Regions from separate parts of the Sus scrofa genome. Here region 1 is linked to region 2. Evidence: chromatin contacts called from public Hi-C data. All regions are on one chromosome and are shown on one strand. The core of a region is the stretch at or near the end of the contact, and the rest is flanking DNA. Distances in the headings are between cores, read along the strand shown.

Region 1 (3,003 bases), core at 296-2,795, 100 kb after region 2:
AATCTTTATGTTACTCTTCCCCTATGGTTTCTGTCTTTTCAGAAGTTTAAACATATATTCAGAGCATTAAAAACAATCTAGTCCATGAGTTAACACAGAGTTTGTTAACATTAAAACATCATCGTAAACCCTAATCTTAGGGGTGGCGTAAAGATTTTTTTTGTTTGTTTGCTTCCAATTTTTTTCTTGAAAATGTCCCAAAAAAGGCAAGAAAAATGAGAGAATGAGTGATAATGTGAAAATTCAAAATCCATCCTTGATGAAGCTAGATAAAATTGGTAACTCTGAAACCTATTATGAGAAGTGTGGCCAGATTCAGTGCAGATCAAAGAGGACAAAGAGGTGTGGCTGGGTGAGGATCCTCATGGCACGAACTTTTGAGAAGCAGGAAAGGAGACATGAAGGAAGAATCACTTGTAAATCAAACAACCCCAAAGCCATCAACCAAGGAGGAAGGTGGAGGAGAGACAGGCCTTCACTGATGACAAGTTCTGCATCAGCTCATCTCAGCTGGCAAGGTGCAAAGGCTACAATAACTCAAATACATAACTTTGAACAAAGAGGAGAGTTCTCAATAGCTTATGGCAAGGGCTTTGCTCCTTTATTAATTAAATTTCAAGAGACAGCTGTTCAAGAATAATTGGGTCAAATTTTGTGATTATTAGTATTAGGAATCTCACAGTAACATACGTGGCTTATACTAGGTGCTAGGCATGCTACATGCATTCAATACCCACAACAATCCTATCGTTAGGCACTCCTATGATCCTCATTTGACAGATAAAGAAACTGAAGCACAAAGAGGTTATGTAATCTAGTGGATTTAAGTCAGTTGCCCAGGGTCATATAACTAGAAAGAGATGGTCAGAATTTGGACACAGACAGCTCGGCCACAGAGTCTATGCTCTGAACCACTATACCCACTCATCTCCAATGTTTTGGTGTCAGGACCTCATCATGCTCTAAGAATTACTGAGGATCACAAAGAGCCTTGGTATTTTGTAATTCATTTAAAATTAGCAATAATAAACCCATTAGACATTAACTTGAATTTTAATGCAATATAACTATATTTTGCAAACCAAAAGAAAACAAATAGTGAGAAGAGTGGCATGGTTCTACATTCTTAAAAATTTTTAATGCCTGGCTTAATAGAAAAAAGCTGGATTTTAGTATCTGCTTCTGCACTTACTCTGATGAGACATTGTCGCTTCGGTTGACACATATGAAAAAATCTGGCTTTACACATTATGTAGTTGGAAAGGGAGCAGTATTTTAATATAAACCCTTTCAAATAATTATCAACATTCTTCTTTAACATTCCAAAACTTAAGAAGTTGTAGTTTCTTAAAGGGTAGTTTCACTGTGGAATATGAAACCATAACAATAAACTTTTCTTACTCTATTGCATTAAAATCCTTTGGTCTAACTTGCACTTTGAATGACTCTTACTCATGCATGATTTTGTAACATCAAGCTTTGATCATTTGGTTCATTGAGTAATGTAGCTCTTTTAAATATTGAATCATTTTATTGTGAAATATTGAGAAATCGCATTGTCAACATCACTACTAAACTCATCAAAAGTACTGGGATGCTGTCAAGCTCAGAATGGCGTGATAAGGCTTTTCCAAACTTCTTGTTTTAGCTTGAAAGTCTGATTTTGTTTTCCATTGGCAACAAGGATTATCTTCCTTGATGTGACAGTCTGACTTGATGTATTTTTGAAGGACATATCTGCCAAGTGCTCAAATCTGAATAATCTTGGTTTTTCTGTCAGTTATTCTTTCATGTAAAGACAGTAGTCCATGAAGAGGGAGCTCGTTTGCTTTGAGACAACCATCACACTTTCCTATTCCGCACAAGTGCTCTATGTGTAATTCACATTTCATTGCGCAAAATATTTTAAAGACATGTACTGAAAGGGCAAGATTTAATAGAATTAGCAATGATCTCTGCTTTGTTGAAAATACTCTCACAGAAAACTAAAACTGAGAATTATTTTTATTTTTTAAGGCCGCACCTGAAGGCACACGGAATTTCCTGGACTATGGGTCCAATAGGAACGGTAGGTGCTGGCCTACACCACAGTCACAGCAAGGTAGGATCCAAGCCACATCTGTGGCATACACCACAGCTCTTGGCAATGCCAGATCCTTAACCCACTGAGTGAGGCCAAGGATTGAACCCACATCCTCATGGACACTAGTCCAGTTCTTAACCACCGAGCCACAATGGAAACTCCTAAAACTGGGAATTTCTTTAAACTGTGAATTTATCACTGTGAAAACTACAGTGACTACCACTACATTTTGGTGCTGTTGCCTTAATTTATGCTAAGAACCAAGAGTTTCAGCCACCATTTCTTCACACCAGTGGTGCAAATGTCAAATAATGAAGAAAAAAAAAAACACAAATGTTTTAGCATTGTTATCAAAATAGTTTGGACCTTGAAACAAACCTTAAAAATGTTTTCATGGACCACCAAGACTCCACAAATTACACTTTGAGAAATACTGAGATACATTATACTTCCTGTGAAGCTAAAAATGAGCGGGTACAGTATATATACAAAGATATTGCAAAAGAACATGTTATGAAATAAATGTTTAGGTCCTTTCAAACTGAGATGCTGAAGCCCTATTCCCCAAAGTGATGGTATTTGAAGATGGGTCCTTTGGTAGGCAATTAGTTTTAGAGGAGGGTGGAGCCTTCATGACAGGATCAGTGCCCTTATAAGAAAAGACACCAGAAAGCCATCTCTCTGTCTCTGTCTCTTTCTTTGCCATGTGAGGACACAGTGAGACATAGCTGTCTGCAAGCCATGCAGGGAGCTCTTACCAGAACTTGACCACATTAGCACCCTCATCTCAGATTCCCAGCCTCCAGAACTGTGAGAAAATACTTTTCTGTTGTTTAAGCCACCCAGTCTGTGGTATTTTATTATGACAATTTAGGCTGACCAATATAAAAAGCAACACAAAAAAAAATTGCAGATGAATA
Region 2 (3,048 bases), core at 177-2,676:
TGTGACCCAGCAATCCAACTCTTGGGCATATATCCAGACAAAACTTTCCTTGAAAAAGACACATGCACTTGTATGTTCATTGCAGCACTATTCACAGTAGCAAAGACATGGAAACAACCTAAATGTCCATCAGCAGATGATTGGATTAAGAATATGTGGTATATATACACAATGGAATGCTACTCAGCCATAAAAAAGAACAAAATAATGCCATTTGCAGCAACATGGATGGAACTAGAGATGCTCATACTAAGTAAAGTAAGTCAGAAAGAGAACGACAAATACCATATGATACCACTTATACCTGGAATCTAATATACATCACAAATGAACCTTTCACAGAAAAGAAAATCATGGACATGGAGGACAGACTTGTGGTTTCCAAGAGGGGGGGAGTTCAATGTACTTGGAATTTGGGGTTAATAGATGCAGACTATCGTCTTTGGAATGGATAAGCAATGAGATCTTGCTGTATAGCACTGGGAACTACATCTAGTCACTTATGATAGAGCATGATAATGTAAGAAAAAAGAATGTATATATGTATGTGTGACTGGGTCTCTGCTGTACAGTATAAAATTGACAGAACACTGTAAAGCAGCTATAATGGGAAAAAAAAGTCATTTCAAATAAGGAAAAAAAAAGACCCCCACCAATATGTTCCTTTGCAAACATAATTAGGTAATCCTCTGGCAAGAAAAATAAACTCCCAGCTTATGCAAAAAAAAAAAAAAAAAAAAAAAAAAGAATAACAACCTTCAAAAGAATTATAAGAAATTGTTTTCTACCATGGAGTTTAAGACACATCTGTTTATGACACAAACAACCCAATAGAACACAGAAGAACAGCATATAAAATAAGAATCACAGTTGCCTACGTGTCACTGCTATTTTTCAAGAGAGGACATATAAATTCATCATTTTAAAATCCGTTTTTCAAAAAGCAAGTTCCAATGATACCACACAATTAAAAAAAAACAGAAACAGACTCAAAGATTCAAAACCAAATGTATGGTTATCAAAGGGGAAATATGGTGGGGGGAGGGATAAAATAGGGGTTTGGCATTCATATATACACACATTACTATATAATAAATAGACGGGTAACAAGGATCTACCAAATGGCACAGGGAAATTTACTCAATACTGTCTAATGAACTATATGGCAAAAGAATCTGGAAAGGAATGGATATATATATATATATATATGTGTGTGTGTGTGTGTATATATATATATAACTGATTTACTTTGCTGTACATCTGAAATTAACACAGTTTTGCAAGTCAACTATATTCCAATATTTTTTTTAAAAAAAGTAAGTTCCAAGTCTATTCATTTGTCAGGAACAATTTCACATGGCAACATGCAGGTTGTCCTCAAAATAAATACTTACTCAAACTTCACTTATTCAAATATTTATTCATGTACCAGACACTGACCAAAGGACATAGGCTCTAATTACGGATGGGAAGGGCCAGTAACTTGCACGTACAGAGAGTCTCATGATTTATTTGAAATTTGACCCAACAGATGAGGGAAAACTGGAAAGTTTCCTTTGTCCTCAAATACCACAAAAGCATGCTTCCACTTATACCTAGAATTCCTTCAAAATCTATTCACCAAATATTGTAAGGTATATAAAGAAGGGAAATAAGGCACAAGGGCGCTTAAAGACAGTTTGTCTTTTTCATGAAAAGTTAAATATCTACTTACCCTATAACCCAGGAGTTTTCACTCTAGTAGATATGAAAGCAACCACAGAAAGAGCTGTATATGGATGTCTAAAACAGCTAAATTAGTAATATCCAAATGCTGGAAAAAATCCAATATTCCATCAACAGTTCAATGAGTAAACAAATTGTGGTATATCCACACAATGGAATAATTATAAGTAATAAAGGGCAAACTACTGACGCATGCAATAATTTGGATGGATCTCAAAATGACCATGCTAAATAGGAAACAAGACCCAGAGAGAATGGTATAATTCTACTTATATAAATTCTAGAAAATGCAAACTAATCCATAGGAACAGAATATCAGTCATTGCCTAGAAATATTGATGAAAGAAGGATTGAAAAAAGGCTCAAGGAAACCTTTAAGAGTGGTGGAAATATTTGTTATCTTCATTGTGGTGGTGTTTTATGGAAGAGTAAATTTGCTAATGCTCATCAAAGGGGGCTCTTTATTTTATTTTAAAAAAACTTTTATTTTATTGAAGTATAGTTGATTCACAATGTTGGGTTAGTTTCAGGTGTACAGTAAAGTGATTCAGTTATTTATATATATATATATAAACACAATTATATACACATACTTATATACACATATATACTGAGTTTAGTATGGTATATATAAGTGCCAAATGCATCACTGTTGAAAAATACATATTTGTAAATAATATTAGCACTTACATAATGCTCACTATCTAGCAACATTTGTTAATTTAATTAAGTTAATAAAAATCCTATAAGGTAAATTTTCTTATTATTATAATTAAAAACATGTAGGATAATTGTCCCTTACTGTAGGTTGGGACACTGAGAGTCTAGTCTTCAAGGTTACCCAGTTGGGAAATTACAGAACTTATCCTTAAAATGCATGCAGTCTGTCTCCAAACACGTTTTGATTCCCACACATACCGCCACAGAAGAAAGGAAAGAAGGAATTGAAGAATTCAGAGAAGAGAGCCTTCTCTGTGTGCTTGGCAGTCAGAGAAAAAGTCATCTCTTTTTAAAAAGACAGGATGTTTGGTGAGCTTTGAAAGATAGGGACACTTTGGAAAAGGAAAAGAGTAGAAGTGTATCTCAGACAACACCAATGCTGCCAGGCATGAAAGGGCCTGGGAAGGTATTTGTCCAGTCTTTCGTGATATTTTTTACAGGGTGAGTAGACCAAAATCTGCTGACATTTTATCTTATAAATATTGCATGCAGAGTATAAATAGCTGGACCAGTGGGGAAGAAGGGCAAGAGGAGGGAGTTTCTCCCCTGGCAGAGGTCCTATGGCAGGAAAGGAAGAGAAGGTGGAACTGGAGCTGACTGTTT

The links. Hi-C and Micro-C count contacts between places; a contact is called where the count stands out from the background.
Region 1: a contact with region 2 is called in a Hi-C map of liver, with 6 times the contacts expected there. The contact joins two enhancer-like sites. A contact is called at or near these places in 1 of 5 promoter capture datasets (liver) and 2 of 47 Hi-C or Micro-C datasets (both in liver).

Annotation. Positions count from the first base shown.
Region 1 is chr15:130,059,831-130,062,833 of Sscrofa11.1, forward strand. No RefSeq gene overlaps it. Among named protein-coding and RNA genes, the nearest start is that of PID1, 150 kb to the right of the region's middle. Within about 2 kb of position 1,546, at least 5 of the 83 cell types and tissues checked have an H3K27ac peak or open chromatin away from gene starts, as enhancers often do. A contact at or near this core is called in liver, where this site is marked.
Region 2 is chr15:129,956,400-129,959,447 of Sscrofa11.1, forward strand. LOC106506390 (a long non-coding RNA gene) reads right to left here. Exons shown (of 6, transcript XR_002339119.1): 6 at 2,331-3,048. Among named protein-coding and RNA genes, the nearest start is that of PID1, 260 kb to the right of the region's middle. Within about 2 kb of position 1,427, at least 1 of the 83 cell types and tissues checked has an H3K27ac peak or open chromatin away from gene starts, as enhancers often do. A contact at or near this core is called in liver, where this site is marked.